Linked DNA regions of Mus musculus: all the other regions are linked to region 4. Evidence: chromatin contacts called from public HiChIP or PLAC-seq and promoter capture Hi-C data. All regions are on one chromosome and are shown on one strand. Each heading gives the region's core, a stretch centred on a gene start, on an enhancer-like site or on the middle of the called end of the contact. The rest is flanking DNA. Distances are from core to core; before and after follow the strand shown.

Region 1 (3,776 bases), core at 1,154-3,653, 550 kb after region 4:
TAGAGGTCAGAGGACATCTTTCAAGGGTCAGTTCTCTCCTTCCACCACGCAGGTCTCATGGACTGAACCTCAGGGATCAAACCCGGAGTTGTCAGGCTCGGGACAAGCTTCCTTGCCCACTGAGCCATCTTGCTGGTCCTCTGGTCAGGGTTTTATTAACTAATAACCTACAACCTTGCCTTCTGTGTGCTTCCATCTTAAGATTTACTGTGTTTATGAACTGTATGCACAATGAACTGGTGACCAAGGGACCTGTGGCTCCCACCTGCGTGCCACCAACTAACACACATGCTACTTTCCAAAGGCACACACTTACCATCTATGCATTGAAACACCAATCAATACTTTGCTTAGAGCCACTGTGAATAGTGAAACCACGCACATAAACTGAAAACTATGAGGAGCTGGGAAGATGGCTTTATAGTTAAGACTACATCCTGCTCCTGCAGAGGACCTGAGCTTGGGTCTCAGCACTCACATGGGGTGGCTCACAACTACTTGTAACTTCAGCTCTGGGGAATCTGACATAGTTTGCTGGCTTCCATGTGTGTCTGCACACATGTCTCTCTTTCTCTCTCACACACACACACACCAAATTCTCAACAAAGAAGAAAAACATGGCAGGAAACAGATTGGAAAAGACCCAGTTCCACCCACAGCTGACCCTGACAGGATCACCCAGAACCTAGACTCTAGGAAGGTAGGGCTCCTGTTTTCCTGCCCCATGTCCATCCCAGTGCCTAGCTCCAAGTACTGCCCACAGCAGAAGTCCCAAAGAATATGTTGAGCATCTTTCTTACCTTGGCCTTTCAGTTTCTCTAGGGCCTGGGGCTGACCCCCCACCAAAGCCAGGAATTCAGCCTCCAGCTCCTCCTCATTAATCCCATCCTCGGGGATCATCAGGCCGTCTGGGGAGAAGTCAACCAGCAGACCAAGCTACGGGAGCAACCGGGCTCCAGTTAGACCTTCCATAGACCGCTCAGGCCCAGAGACCCGTCGGGATGCTGGAACCAAATCTCTACGAGGAAGCCATTTCTTGGAGAGACCAGGAGGCTGAGGAAGACACCCTCATACAATAACGTTCTTTATGCACATGGCTCCCCAGCAGCAGAGAACGCACCAGTGTGGGACTGGAAGGTGCACTCATCATTAAAGTGCTAACCCTAACCCTAGTATGTGCAAAGCTGGGTTCCATCCCAGCATGGCAAGGAGAAAAATAAATAAATAAAAGCCACGATGACTATGACAACAGTGGGGGCAAAGTTGAAGAACTGGGTCTTTTTTATAGACCTGCCCTTCTGCTTTGGCTAGTGACCAACAAAATATGATGAGTTACATGAAATTACCCTTTCTATAGGTCCAAATTGGCCAAATCTTAGCAGTTATGCATGGCTTCACCTATTGAGTGAAGCCATTAGTCACAGAGAGCCCAAGAATCCAGCGGCCACACTCCCTCTGTTCTAGCATTTTTCCATAAATAGTCTCAGTAAGTCTTTATAACTGCCCTTTAAGGACTCTTCTAGGCTTCCATTCCACAGGTGGAAAAACTGAGGCTCCAAACTACAAATACATTCAGTCAAATGTACCTAGGTCAGGGGGAACCTGAGCACAGAGCCCTGGGATCCCTGGTTCAAAGATGGGACAAATCAAACTCCCACAGGCCCTGAATCTGGGAGTATGGCTCTGGGCCACAGTCTTGTAGGTTTTCCTGTACACCTCTGGACTGACATTTCTGTCTGGCCAGGTGCTTCATCCTTGTGACCTTGACTAGATAGATCTCTGCGCCTCCCTTATCCTTAGTGTCCTCATCTGTACAATGGGTGTAGAGTGTGGCCTGACCCAGTTAATGCAAAGGCCTGAAAAGCCGGTCTGATTGCTTTCCCTTCCCGGTTGGAAGTGCTGCAGCAACAGGTGTTCCCTGAATCTGGGGTGTGAAGCTAGAAGCTGGATGGCCCAACCCAGTAGGCCATACACCTCACCTCGGGGGCGGGGCGGAGACCAGGGTTCACCTGGTGGCGAGGATCAGGCTTTTCTGGGGGTGGGGCACTCCCCGCGAGTGTGAGGAAGGGTGGAGAGAGACTCTGAGGAAGGGTGGGCAGGTACCCCTCGGTGGGTAGAGGGGCACACACTCACCTGGCGGGCAGTGACAGCACCTCGGCCCGGGGGTGCCTGGGGTCCATTCCTCTTGTGCATCTTCCAGGCTCGAAGCCCGGACTACCAGCCCCTGCACCTTTGCCTTGCCTTGCCTCTTCACCGAAGTCGAGTCTCAGAGCTCGCGCTGTTCCTGAGCCCTGAGTCCCTCCTCCGCGCCCGGCCCCCCGGGATTCTCGAGTTTGGGCCGCCCAGCTTCCGCCTTGGCCTTCAGGAGCGCGGCGGCTGGATTCGTGGGCTCTCTAGTTAAACTACAATTCCCGGCAGTCAGAGCGTGGAGGCGCATGCGCCTAGCATAAAGTAGGGCAGAGAGAAGGCGGAGCATGCGTAAGGTGTGTAGTCGGTACTACGCGTGCGTGGGGCGTGGCCTCACGGGCGGGAAAAAGAGAGAGAGCTGCAGGTGTGAGGGCGCGGCAGTGTGACGTCTGTGGCTCCACACCGCCGCACATCGTTCTGTTAGGCTTTGTGGTGGAGTGGGTGCGGGTGTGGGTGTGGGTGTGGATGCTCCTGCTCTCCCGTCTGTGGCGCAGGTCTTCAGGAGCCGAGTCCACAGTGTCAGGCCTCAGGCCTTCCTGTCTCCCACCGCCAGTTTGCCACGCGGTCCCCGTGACTGCCTATGTGGGTATTTTCTCAGAACGTTACGCCAGTGACCTAGGCGACCTATTCCCCATCAGATCCAGGTTGACCTCGTCCCGACTAAGGACAGAGCAACTTCCATTACTGCTGTGGCCCAGGTTGGTTCTGGCTTGCCATGGGTCCCACAGTCTGAAGACATTGGCCGGAAGCCACTCCTGACGCGGGGTAGCCCTCCTAAAGTCTTGTGTGACTTTGGTGGGTCTCCAGAGACCTCTCTGAAGCTTCCAAGTACCCCATGTCCCAGATAATTAAGCTTTGGGTGTGGGTGGGGGAGAAACGTAGTTGTCTCCAACCCAGAGACTCCAGCAGATACCGTGAAGAGGACGAGATCGTTCCTTCACACAGGGAAAGGGTGTGAATGGCTACCTGGCCATGGTCCAAGGTGGCTATGACCTGTCGCCCCACCCAGTGTCCTGCTGAAGACCAGCTGACTCCCCTCATCAGGCTGCCAGATGGGCCCAGTGGAGGAGGGAGACAGGGTACAGATGGGGACATACAGTGCTGGCAACAGCTGGAGAGTTTGTTTGTTGTTTTCAGATTTCTCAGGGAAAGATAAAATGAATAAGAAGAAACAGCGGAACTCAGGTATTTGGTTTATTCAAATTGGCTTTTTATTTTATTTTTATTTTTAATTTATTTCCAGGCAGAGTTTATGTATATCCCTGGCTGTCTGTCCTAGAACTAACTCTGTAGATCAGGCCTCAAACTCAGAGACAAACCTGCCTCTGCTTCCAGAGTGCTGGGATTAAAAGTATGATTCACCACAACCTGGCCTCAAATCGGCTTTTAAAATATTTATTTGAGGTACTAGGAATGGAACATGGAGCTTCCTGCATGATAAAACACTCTACCATGAAACTACATCTCAGACCCAAGGTGACCTTTTTAAACTTTTTATGATGTTTTTGAGATGGAGGAGGGGATTCTTGCCATGTGGGCCGACTAGTTTTATGTCAGTTTGACCCAAGTCATTTGGGAAAAGGGACTCT
Region 2 (3,927 bases), core at 1,424-3,923, 730 kb before region 4:
AGAAACCCAGACGTCGAAACTTCTATACATATGACCTCTATTAAATTATTAAGGTATGTACGTAAAGCCATAGTAAATTGTATTTGTAAATGACATAACTCACTTTGTAAAATGTCTAAGGTCAGAGTCTCTTTGAGCATGTTGGATACAATGGTGGTGAGACTCAGTATGGTTGCCAAGGTGGAGAGTGTCTACAGAAAATCCACTTGGCTGGTGCTCAGAGAACCGAGTACCCTCCACTCCTCAGTGTGGCTGCTCTTTGCTTCTGACTCAGACCCAAACCTCCTGAAAATCTGCTACCTCCACCAAGGAGTCCTCCAGAAACTTGGACTGGTAGAGAGTCCTCCTGTTGGGACTCATCACTGTTACTATTTTTAAGAATTTCTTAAAGAGCCCCCTTTACTTTGGTGCTTCATGAAGCCAACCTTAAAAACACAATTTGGCAATCTTATTAGTGTGACAATAACAAAAATTCTTCACATGCTCTGATCTAATCTTCCATAACCTAATAATGTGGCAAGCTGCACCAAACTGCCATCTTGGTGACTCTGGTGACCTAAAACCGAATACATCTAAAGCGGTTGATTCTTAAACCCAAAGTGCCCCTTGCAATCTTGGTCATCTTACAAAATGACAACTCTAGTTTGTAAATAAGTGAATCTGTTGGGTTTTTTTTTCCTTTCCTGTACCCTGCTACTTGAATGACAATTCTGAGACTAATTATTTGCTAATAAATGCCTAGGCCATAAGCCATGACTCACTCCCTAACTAGCTCATAACTTATTTAATCCATTCACACTATTCTGTTTTCCTCATGATTAGTTACCTCTCCTTCAGTCCCAGGCTGCTTCTTCCTTATCTTCTTTCTTAGCATCTCTCTGGAATCTCTCTTTATTCTCTCCCTGTTTTCCAGAATCCTCTCTCTTCCTGCCAATGTCCCACTTTCCACTTCCTGCCTCAGCTCATTGGCCATAAGCCTTTATTTATTGACAGGTGATGCATCTAAGAGATTCTCTACACCAGTTGCTTCCTGACTTCTGTATTTTCCTTACCACCCTCACCAAAGCATCAGAGAACAGTGCCTACCCCACCTCCAGAGCCCCCACGAGCCAGTCACTCCACTCCACCTCCAGAGCCCCCCACGAGCCAGTCACTCCACTCCACCTCCAGAGCCCCCCATGAGCCAGTCACTCCTTAGCATGCTCTGCCATTTCCTCAGCATGCGTTTCTCTTGGCTTTCCCCCCAGATTATTTTTGCAGCTCCTTAAGTGCCCTCCTTGCTTCTATCCTTCCTCCAGTACTGTCAGAATAAAACTTTGATGTTCTCATATAACACCACATTTTTCTGTCCAGACATCTCCCAGGAATCTTCCTCTCACCCAGATTAAACTGCAAGGCCACTTAGAATCTTCCCACCATTAATCCCATCTCATTCTTTCCATCGCTCATCTCTCTCCACCCCTGATGAGCTCACTATGGCTTCTGAACACATCAAACACCAACCTGTCTGATCTATTGTACCTACAACTCCTTCCTATTACCAACAACTGGTCCCCTAATAATCATTCAAGTCCTTCGTCCTTTGAGGATTATATTTAGACATAGGATATATCCAGAATCCATCTTCTGTTTTGTGATGTCCAGACCTAGGATGTGTATATTGTGACAAAAACTGCTGGGCTTCTCAGTGCTTCTCGAGAGGCACAGGAAAGAGAACCAGGTGGAAGATATAATGTAAATCATTAAGCACTACCATATTTGTGTATGTATAAATAAGTAGACATTTTATATTACTGGTTTCTGAAACTACAGAAACCATTAATGAGGAAGTGTAACAACCAACCAGATATCTAATTGTTAAAGAATTCTGCTATTAGAACACGACTCTAGGAAACTGTTCTCCACTGGTTTCTTTTAATCTCTGTCACAACTGGAAAACACAGCTTAAAATGGTAACGAACACACACACACACACACACACACACACACACACACACACATACCACCTACTGACGCTGTGAATCCTCTAAGGCAGGGCTATTAGAGTGGGAATGGAGGCAAAATGTCTCAATCTTAAAGTATGAGGAGAGGTCCATTTTCTAAGAAAACTAACGCCATGCCATGAGCTGGCTTCCAGAGCAGAGGAAAAGAAGTCACTTTTACCCACACCACAGACTGGTCCTTAGACCAGCAGAGTGTGCATCACCAAGGACCCCACCCCTGACTTAATAAATGTGAAATTCTCCTGAATTCATGCTGATCAGTCCTGGTTTAAAACTGGAATTCTGACAGCCACTGTCCTAAATATTCAGGTCTGGGGGGGCGGGGGGGAGGGGCCTCATGACCAATCAGTGCTGGGATAAATACCAGAGAACTCTCTGCACATCTTCCAGCAAACGGAAATGCTGTTCCAGAGAGGTTCCTACACTTTGCTGTATTTAAGACTCCCTCAATTAATTGTTCCCAATTCAAAGGCCTGAAGGTCCTTTTTACCTTTTGCCCGCAACTGTCGAAGCCTGAATTTGAGGCCCAGCAGAGGTCGCTGACGCCCAGGAAGAGAGACAGAGTGAGCGTTGCAAGGGGAGCCCAGGAGCTTTGACATCATACTAAGCTCCTCCTTGCACGCGCACATCACACACACACACACACACACACACACACACACACACACACACACACACACACACACACACACAAATACAGACACACACAAAACGCTGTATCCCTCTCCTCACGCTCTCCCCCATCCCATCTGCCCCGTACCTCCCCCTCCCTCGGCAAGTGAGTGTCCCGGGCGTAGCCACCTAGTCTGGCCAGAAGCGCAGCGCCTACTGCCCATGGGAACCCACGCATAACAGGAGCGACCTCCGCGTCTGCAGCGGGACCGATAGTCCCAGCACCGAGGATCTCCAGCACCCCACCCCCGCCCCGCTCGGCCGCGACAAGCAGAGCCGCCACCCCTTCCAAACCCGAGGACCCCGCCACCTCTATGAGAGAAGGCGACACGGGGCAAAGGAACAGGACGCCTGGCAGCCGGACTCCCCCGCAAGTGCGCGGCGCCCGCTCCGCGACCGCGCCGCGATCACCCGGGAAGCCCGATGCCAGCGCCGCGCTTCGGCTGAGAGGGGACAGGGCGGGTTTCTCCCGCTCGTCCCGGATCCGGTCTCCGCAGCGTCTGCGCGTCCCAGCCGGAGCTCCGCCGGCCAGGGAGTGAGTCGCAGCGACAGGAGAACCAGAGTGGCTGCCCGGGGTTGGCCGGGGCAGGGAAAGGAGGGACGGAGCGGGGGGAGGGCGCAGGGGGCGGGGAGGGGACCCCGGAGGAGAGAGATGACAATGTCTCTCATCCAAGCGTGCCGCAGTCTGGCTCTCTCAACATGGCTGCTTTCCTTTTGTTTCGTGCATCTGCTCTGCCTGGACTTCACCGTGGCGGAGAAGGAGGAATGGTACACCGCCTTCGTGAACATCACCTATTTGGAGCCCGAGCCCGGGGCCGCGGTGGCGGGCAGCGGTGGCGGCGCGGAGCTGCACACGGAGAAGAGCGAGTGCGGGCGATACGGGGAGCACTCGCCCAAGCAGGACGCGCGCGGCGAGGTGGTCATGGCCAGCTCGGCCCAAGACCGCCTGGCTTGCGACCCCAACACCAAGTTCGCCGCGCCGGCCCACGGCAAGCACTGGATAGCCCTCATCCCCAAGGGCAACTGCACGTACAGGGATAAGATCCGGAACGCGTTCCTGCAGAACGCCTCCGCTGTGGTCATCTTTAACGTGGGCTCCAACACAAACGAGACCATCACCATGCCCCACGCAGGTGAGCAACCCGGGGGGTGCCTGGCGGACGTGGGGGAGGGGAGCCCGAGAAGCGTCTAGGGAGATCTAGCACCGCCTCCGGGGCACCTCTGGCTGAGAAGTCCGTGCAGCACCAGAGAC
Region 3 (3,901 bases), core at 911-3,410, 640 kb after region 4:
CAGGGTGGAAGGCTCACTCACCTACTTGTAGCACTCGATCCACAGCCCCACTCTGTAGCAGGTGCAGCCCACGGGTGAATGGTACCCGGGTGTCCTGCTCACCTTCTGGGGGCTGGTAGCCCAGTGATGAGTACATACAGATCTCCCGCTCACTTCGTGGAAAAGACCAGAACACAATGCGCTTCTGAACCGGTTCCGGCACCCGGGAGAACCTTTCCTCCACCTGTGGGGAGTGCTGGTGGGTTAGAAACCTGGGATTGAATCCTGGCTTTGCTGTTTATAAGCAGCACAATCTTGCTGCTTATAAACAGCACCTGACTTCTCTGAGTCTGTCTTCTCAAGTATAAAATAGCAATGTGACAATCAACCATCCTATGGAGATTGGGAAGATAAAATATATATAAGTGAGCCACGAATGGTGGTACACCTTGAAGTCCCAACAACTTGGGAGGCTATACTTGTGTCAACTAGTTCAACACCAGCTTGGATGATACAATGAAACTCCCAGGAACAAAATAGGTTCCAATACAATCATATTTATTTACAACAGTGCCTGGCTCATAGTTAACATTCTAGAAGCTCTTACTGGCAGGTCGCAGGGGTCTGGGGTAAAACCCTCCTCAGCCCAGGCTTTGTGCAGGACAAGAAGAAGTTAGATACACGTGTGAGAAAGACCGAGGACGTGGGTTCCTAGCCTTCCCTCTGCTCAGCCCCTTATGGAGATGGCATCTTCACAGGGACACAAGATGCTGAAACCATAGCACTGGGTCAGTGTCACAGCCTCAGAACGAGCCTGAGGAAGCTGGCATGACAGCTTGAGAACCTGAAGGGGTCAGCATTACTACATCAGAGATGAAGTCAGCTCTTCAGGATCCCTAAACCAAATTGTTCAGACTCCCAACATCAGTTCCACCCTGGGTATTTCTTCCCCTGTTCCTCCCCTGAGGAAAAAAAAAAAAGCCCCTTCTCTAGGAGGGAAGGGCTGACCTGCCATCCCCTGTAGACTCCAAGGAATGGAGCCAGCATTCGAGGCTGTGTTCCAATCTGAGTTGGCTAGTGACTGGCTGGGTGACCTTGGGCAAGTTTCTCAACGTCTCTGTGCCCCAGTTTCCTCAAAGTGAGAACAACTCCACAAGGGCTCCAGAACCTGCCCAGAGTTCTCTTAGCACCTGGCTGGGCCAAGGCAGATCTGTGAGAGTCCTGAAGACAGTTTTACGGTTCTTCTGTGCATGTCACATAGGGTGAACAGCACGGAGGCCCTACCCAAGGTTTCTACGAGAGAAGGGGGAGTCAGTGATTCGGCTCCTGACAGTTGGCAGATGACTAAGGAGGGATTTTCCGGTCATGAATCAGAGCCTGCTCAGTCCACGGTCAGTCCAAACCCATCCATCCTAACTCAGGAAGAGTTGTGAGGCCAAGAACACTCAAAGTCAGACTGAAAGACAGCTGTATGGGACTGAGAGGAGCCTCGGACCCTTCCCATCTTCTTGGGGGACCCTTAGACAGAGAGAGGGGAATTTTTTCTCGGGACACCACTCCACAAGTCACAGAGTAGGGGTTCCAGGAGCCTCTCTGCCTCTGTATCCCAATCTTGGCTCTGGAATAGCTGGAGGGAGGGGGAAGGGGGGAGGAGGGGCACAGAGCCCTTCCCTCAGTGACCCTGCCTCTTGTCCCACAGTCGGGGATCTGGAGAGGACTGGTGGGCTCTGGAGGCTGGAGCAAAGGGATACAGGGGTGTCATGTATAGGCCCTGCAGAGACGGGGGTCTTCTTCCTGGAGGGTGGGACAGGGAAACCCTACGGCAGGAGTGGGGCAGTGTGGGTCTCTGGGCTGGTGTGTCTCTTGAGGAAGAAAAGAGGTCAGAATAGAGACCCGGAGGGTCGCGGGCAGAGAGGCTCGGGGTGCGGGGCCCGGGGTGGCGGTGTGGGGGGCTGGCTGCTGGGGAGGGGGCGAGGTGTGAGGCCTGGGGCAGGCCGGGGCCTTACCTGCTCGAAGGCCCAGCTCTCGGCCACCCGCTTGGCGCTAAGGTCCAACAACGGCTCGGGGCGACTGCGACGGGCCCCGGTCCCGGGCTCGTCCCCCGCGGGGCAGCCCCGGCTGCGCTTGGCCGCCGGGGGCTCCATCCGGCCGAGCCGGCCGGACGACGCGGCCCCTTTAAGACTCTTCACAACAATGAAGCCGTCTTAGCAGCCGCTGCCTCCTCAGACGAGGCCCCGCCCCCACCGCCCTATTTCTCCCTTTCTATTGGCTGTCCTCAAAGACCCGCCTCCAAGATGCCGCTGTTCATTCGACAATCTCCACGTCCGTCTTTTCTGTGCCATCCAATAAGAGGTCGCAAGAAGAGTCGCTGTCCATCACGGGGCGGTATGAGCCAATCAAAATGAGGGAACCCCACGGCTTGGCCTTGTGAGGAGTTTCGGGGAGGTCTCACGTTCATTCACAACATTCCTTCTCCGCCCCTTTGGGCCGGCCCTCTAGCCTGGCGGCTGGGGCTGCGCCTACACACGGCTTTGTTTACGGAGGGTCGCTTCCGGCCGCCTCCCGGCCGGGGTTGACTCTCTCTGAGCTGTAATGACCCTAGAAACTCAATAACCTCTCTGGGCCACTGGTACAGTTTGGATGCTCTAAGAGCCGACCCGGGCCAGCACAGTCCTTCCTAGCAATGCGCTCGCTGTGGGCTGTTAACTTTACGAGTTCCTCTTGAGCTGCGAGCTAAGACACCCCAATCCTTTCTACGTCTGTGGAATGAACATGAAATTGCCCATTTCGACCCATGAGAGTGTTAGTTTCATTAGATTGGACTTAATGCATGTCAAATCCCCCACTTCGAATCGTTTTTTCCCCCTGACTCAGCTTATATTTTCCACAGTGCGGAAGCCACTCACCATCTTCGTCATTTTTCCACACCCCACCCCCATGACCTAAGAGAACCTTGCGTTTTCCTACCGTCGCGGCCTCTCCAGCATCATTTATTCATCTAGTCCAGGATTAGATGGCCCACCACCCTGCACTACCTCTGAACCCCCCCCCCCCTTCTCTCATTATGTAACCCTGGTTAGTCTGATTGGAGATCCTCTTGCCTCATCCTTTAGAGCTCTTTGAGATACCAGGGTAGGGGGGTTGTTAAATGTCTCTCTGAACTCTGAGCTCCAAGGATCAAGTGTACGTCCATGGGGAGACAAGTCAGCACGTGGAACAGCGCCCAGCGTACAGTAGCAGTTCAGACTAAAACCTGCCAACATAGCTGTGATCCCATTTAGTGTTTAGGATCCTCAAAGCAGGAAAAACCCAACCTGGTCCACAGAAGCCGACTAGCCCACTGGTTGCTTTTGGACAGACCCCTCCCCACCGTGGCAACTAACAGTCACTCATAAGTAGCCTGTGAACCCTTGAAACAGGGCTGCTCAAGTGGGGCTCTTTTGTAGGGGGAAGAACACAATGGAGGAACTGGAGAGATGGCTCAGAGGTTAAGAGCACCGGTCAATGGATCCCAGAAGACTTGAGTTTGATTCCTGGAACCTACATGGCACATGATCGCTGTGACTCCAACTCCAAGGGAATCTTACATCCCCGGCGGGACCCTGTCTCAATAACAGCAGTGATGTCTTAGTTTTCTTTGTTTCTTTATTTCCATTTTGTTTTTGTTTTTGTTTTTGTTTTTCGAGACAGGGTTTCTCTGTATAGCCCTGGCTGTTCTGGAACTCAATTTGTAGACGAGACTGGCCTCAAACTCAGAAATCTGCCTGCCTCTGCCTCCTGAGTGCTGGGATTAAAGGTGTGCACCACCATGCCCAGCCCATGTGTGGGTTTTTTTTTTTTTTTTTTTTTTTTTTTTTTTTTTTTGTGATTGGGTTACCTCACTTAGGATGATATTCTCCAGATCCATCCATTTGTCTAAGAA
Region 4 (4,061 bases), core at 1,396-3,895:
CATTGGCTTTTTGGGGTTTTTTCCCATTTATTTTATTTATTTATCTATTTATTTATTCATGTCACATACTCATTACAGCCCCCTTTCTCCTCCCGGCCCCCCTCACATAGCTTCCCCCACCCCCTCCCCTTCTCCTCTGATAAAAGAGAAGCCCCCCTGGTTACCAACCCACTCTGGAACATCAAGTCACTGCAGGACCAAGCGCATTCTCTCCACTGAGGCCAGACAAGGCAGCCCAGTTAGGGACACAGGATCCACAGGCAGGCATCAGTCAGGAACTCTGTCCCTGCTCCAGTTGTCTATGAAGACCAAGCTGCACATCTGCTACGTATGTGTGGAGGGCCCAGGTCCAGCCTTTGTTTGCTCTTTCGTGGGTGGTTCGGTCTCTGGGAGACCCCAAGGGTCCAGGTTACTTGGTTCTGTTGGTCTTCCTGTGGTGTTCTCTCCAGGCCCCTCAAACTTTGTTTTTATTTATTTATTTATTTATTTATTTTTGTCTATTTCATTTGGTTTGCATTTTTGAGACAGGATCTCTAGCCCCAGTTGGCATCAAACTCACTATGTAGTTGAAGATAACCTTGCATCCTTCTGCCTCCATGTCCCAAGACCTGGAACTACAGGCGTGTACCAGCTTGCTTGCCGGGTTTTCCTCAGGGCCAGGGATCCGACCCAGGTTAGGAAAGTGCTCTACCAAATGAGCTCCACCCCTATTCCCCAGTTTGGTTCTTCCCTGCCTTTGTGCTGCTGTGGAACCCAGAGCCTCCGAGCCGCGTGTGTGCACACTTGTGCATACAACTGCTCTGCCGGAGGAACTACCATCAGCCCATCGAGGCACTGGGAGAAATCAGGCTCTGAAATAAACCAGATCAAGTTTTCCAGGCCAAACTGTGAGCCTCAGGCTGTGTTCACACTCCTTGAAACAAAGCACCCGCCCCAAGTCTCAGAAGCCTACCTGGCCTGATTTTCTACTAGCAAATTAAAATGATTGGCTGCAAACTCCATCATCCGCCTGTACTTCTCAAACTGAACATGGCTTTTCCCCCAGAGCAAGAGAGGGGGTGGGAAAGGAAAAACACCCCAGGGAACAAACCTCCTTTTGAAAGCACAGAGTTGATGGGGCGTAAGGATTGCAGACTCCCATCTCTGGTCCTCTGGCATCATGTTAAAAAAAAAAAAAGAAAAAAGACTGGGGATTTCAAGATTCATTTCACAGGCCCTGGGAAAACTACCAACAATAATCATGATACAGAAGATGAATAGCAATATTAGTATTCAACTTGTGATAAAAAAAAATAGGATTATTTCCTATGTATTGGAGGTTCCTGAAGTATGCCAATTTCCAGAGACAAGTGGTGGTTGCCAGGGGCTGGGGGAGGAGGGAATGGGGAGATACTGTACACTGCTGTACAGCTTCAGTTTTACAAGATCAAAGAGAGTTTAGAGTACTTGCCTAGCAGGAGAAAAGCCCTGAGTTCTAAGCCTAGCACTACAAACTGAGGGAGCAGGCAGGGAAGGGGAAAAAAAAAAAAAACAAAAAAAACCCTAACCTAAGGCTAGGCTGAGGTTGACTAAATTCATCACAAATTTAAGATCTGAGGGGAGAAATACACACAACTCTCAGCTTGGCAGCTTTCATTTACCCGGAACCGCACTGCTAGTGGTTAGAAACTATGCCTTTGAAAAGAAATCTGCATTTCCTTTCTGTTCTGCAATTACTAGCAGGGACCTTCCAACAACTCACTGGACATCTCTGACTTTCACCTACATAGTAACAAACTACAAATCCCTCCGCAGAGGACTATGAGTCTGAGGACATAACAAAACCTCAGTAATACGGTAGTTAGCCCTGACTAATGTATTCTTACTATGAATGTGAGCAGTGAGTTACTGTTTTATGATGATTACTTAAAAGTCAGCAACAACGAAATTAGTATCATCAGGTCGAGAAGAGCATTAGAAGATTTGGTTTTAAGAGGAAAGGTGACCCAAGATACAGTCAGAAGACATGAGCTTCCAGAATGGTCTTGCGCATTCAGATTTCTTCCCTGGCGGTCACGGGCTGGCGTGACCCTGGAACCAACTCCCTCGCCGCCCAGGCATCTTGGCGAGGTGGGTGCGAAGGTCGGAAGAGGCAGGCTGGCTGCAGAGCCCCTCCTGAGCCCGAGGCGCTGACAACGTGCAAGGATTGTGCAAGAGAATCGTTCGTACCAAAACCAAGTGCTCCGCACCGCACTCCTCCTGAACACCTGCCACTCAGGCCATCAAGGATGCTGCAAGGAAGCTGCAAGCTTCTCCTAGGCCCTGCAAGACCCTAAGAAAAGGCATCCCCAAACAACCTGGGTGGCAGGTTTATAAATACCCCCCTGCACATGCGCAATGAGACTACACTGCGCCTGCGCCATGGCGGAGAGTCAGACCATAAAAAAAGGTTCCGAGGCCCTGCAGGACACTTGCGGTCTGCGGTAATCATGGCCCAGGGCCCCGCGCTGCTTACCTCGTAGTGCTTCATGGTTCTTCCACAGGATGGCACCTGCTCTGCTGCAACTGAGTGGCCGCCGTACCGCACCAAACACCACCCAGCTCCACACACACTCGGGGAGCAGCACTCCCGGACTCCGGCTCCGCCCCCCTCTATGCGTGCGTCCCTCCTGCCAATCAGCGTGGGGTGCACCCACTGCTCGCGCCACACAACTGACCAATCAGATTTCTCGATCCAAGGAGCGCAGCGGACCCCCTCCCCCCCACTTTGGCAAGCAAGATTAAAACCCGGCCACCCACCAATCAAAAGGAAGCCTGGGCGCCGCGCGCCCTCTGGCTCCGCCCATTGCAGTGTTGCGGTGGAAATCCAGCGACGTCAGGCTGAGGGGTCAATGCGGCAAAACGAGAACAAAGAGCTGCGTGGCCCGGAGAGCCAGGCTTGGGGTGAATTCGTAGATGTAGAGAAGCTCATCTAAGAGATGAGACCTCAGATTATCATCCATCACCAGGACCCTTGAAAGGACTCCAGATATCACGAATGGAGAAAGGAAAAGAAAACCTGCACCGCATTCTACAGGTGCCCCTCCTAAAACAGCTCCTGTCAGTTGAGCTGGCCCTAGAAGCAAAACCACCTTTGTCTCTGCCTGCGTTATCGTGTACAGTTTGGTTACTACTGGCCACATGTAGCTACTGAGCCCTTGAAATATACAGGAAAAAAATGACAGGTGCTGCCAGTCTAAAAATACAGGACATCAGAGAACAGTGCAGAGAAAGACGACATTACAGGGGCTGGTGAGATGGCTCAGTGGGTAAGAGCACCAACTACTCTTCCAAAGGTACTGAGTTCAAATCCCAACAACCACATGGTGGCTCACAACCACCCATAATGAGATCTGATGCCCTCTTCTGGTGCGTTTGAAGACAGCTACAGTGAACTTATTTTAATAAATAAATCTTTGGACCGGAGCAAGTGGGGTTGGCCAGAGCAAGCAGAGGTGTAGAGGTCCTAAATTCAATTCCCAACAATCACATTAAGGTTCACAACCATCTGTACAACTACAGTGTGTACTCATATATATAGAATAAATAAATCTTAAAAAAAAAAAGACATTACAAATGAAGGCATTTGGTATCCTACCTAATGGGCTCAATTCAATCCCAGGGACCCACATAATGTAAGGCCGGAACAGAGACACCATGGCACATGTGCAAGCACACATATACACACACTCTCATAAGTAAATATAAAATGTTAAAAGCCTAGTGCAGCCAGATTCTGCTTGCTGTAGTCTGCAGCCTGAATATATATATGTATATACTGCAGGAATAAATGTTCAGACATGGCATTTAGGGTTAGTTTAATAATATTATATAACAGGCCCAATAAAATTGTAGACTTTCTTGCCAGAAAAAGGGGGGAGGGGCTGTGGATCAGAACAGACGTTTTCAGTAGAAGAAATACAAATGGCTAACATATATCTCAAAGTATTCATCATTCTTTAGAGTTAGAGAAACAGAAATTAAACTTTGAGGCTTCATCTCATCTCTGTCAGAATGGATAAAACCAATAAAACAACCATTAA

The links. HiChIP or PLAC-seq counts read pairs in DNA pulled down with a chosen protein or histone mark. Capture Hi-C pulls out chosen DNA fragments and counts their contacts.
Region 1: a contact with region 4 is called in an H3K4me3 HiChIP or PLAC-seq map of pro-B cells, with 2.6 times the contacts expected there. The contact joins the promoter of Cc2d1a here to the promoter of Tecr in region 4. A contact is called at or near these places in 4 of 39 promoter capture datasets (the C10 cell line, cranial neural crest, liver and 1 more), 1 of 115 datasets of contacts at active chromatin or transcription factors (pro-B cells) and 1 of 9 other capture datasets (liver).
Region 2: a promoter capture Hi-C map of liver shows a contact between it and region 4. The contact joins the promoter of Rnf150 here to the promoter of Tecr in region 4. A contact is called at or near these places in 8 of 39 promoter capture datasets (the 3T3-L1 cell line, 3T3-L1-derived adipocytes, the HPC-7 cell line and 5 more), 1 of 15 datasets of contacts at CTCF or cohesin (large pre-B cells), 3 of 484 Hi-C or Micro-C datasets (embryonic fibroblasts, olfactory sensory neurons and pro-B cells), 7 of 115 datasets of contacts at active chromatin or transcription factors (the 230-238 cell line, bone marrow-derived macrophages, embryonic forebrain and 3 more) and 2 of 9 other capture datasets (liver and pancreatic islet).
Region 3: a promoter capture Hi-C map of liver shows a contact between it and region 4, with 3 times the contacts expected there. The contact joins the promoter of Zswim4 here to the promoter of Tecr in region 4. A contact is called at or near these places in 1 of 39 promoter capture datasets (erythroid cells), 1 of 484 Hi-C or Micro-C datasets (regulatory T cells), 2 of 115 datasets of contacts at active chromatin or transcription factors (effector CD8 T cells and large pre-B cells) and 1 of 9 other capture datasets (liver).

Annotation. Positions count from the first base shown.
Region 1 is chr8:84,145,514-84,149,289 of GRCm38.p6, forward strand. Cc2d1a (coiled-coil and C2 domain containing 1A) reads right to left here and starts at 2,404. Exons shown (of 29, transcript NM_145970.2): 1 at 2,134-2,404; 2 at 801-936. The coding sequence starts at 2,193. 4930432K21Rik (RIKEN cDNA 4930432K21 gene) reads left to right here and starts at 2,525. Exons shown (of 9, transcript NM_029045.2): 1 at 2,525-2,885; 2 at 3,325-3,372. The coding sequence starts at 3,345.
Region 2 is chr8:82,860,683-82,864,609 of GRCm38.p6, forward strand. Rnf150 (ring finger protein 150) reads left to right here and starts at 2,674. Exons shown (of 7, transcript NM_177378.4): 1 at 2,674-3,808. The coding sequence starts at 3,328.
Region 3 is chr8:84,234,882-84,238,782 of GRCm38.p6, forward strand. It overlaps Zswim4 (zinc finger SWIM-type containing 4), which reads right to left and starts at 2,161. Exons shown (of 14, transcript NM_172503.3): 1 at 1,986-2,161; 2 at 22-223. The coding sequence starts at 2,123.
Region 4 is chr8:83,591,846-83,595,906 of GRCm38.p6, forward strand. It overlaps Tecr (trans-2,3-enoyl-CoA reductase), which reads right to left and starts at 2,646. Exons shown (of 13, transcript NM_134118.5): 1 at 2,495-2,646. The coding sequence starts at 2,509. All of the region lies in intron 2 of D830024N08Rik (a long non-coding RNA gene), which reads left to right.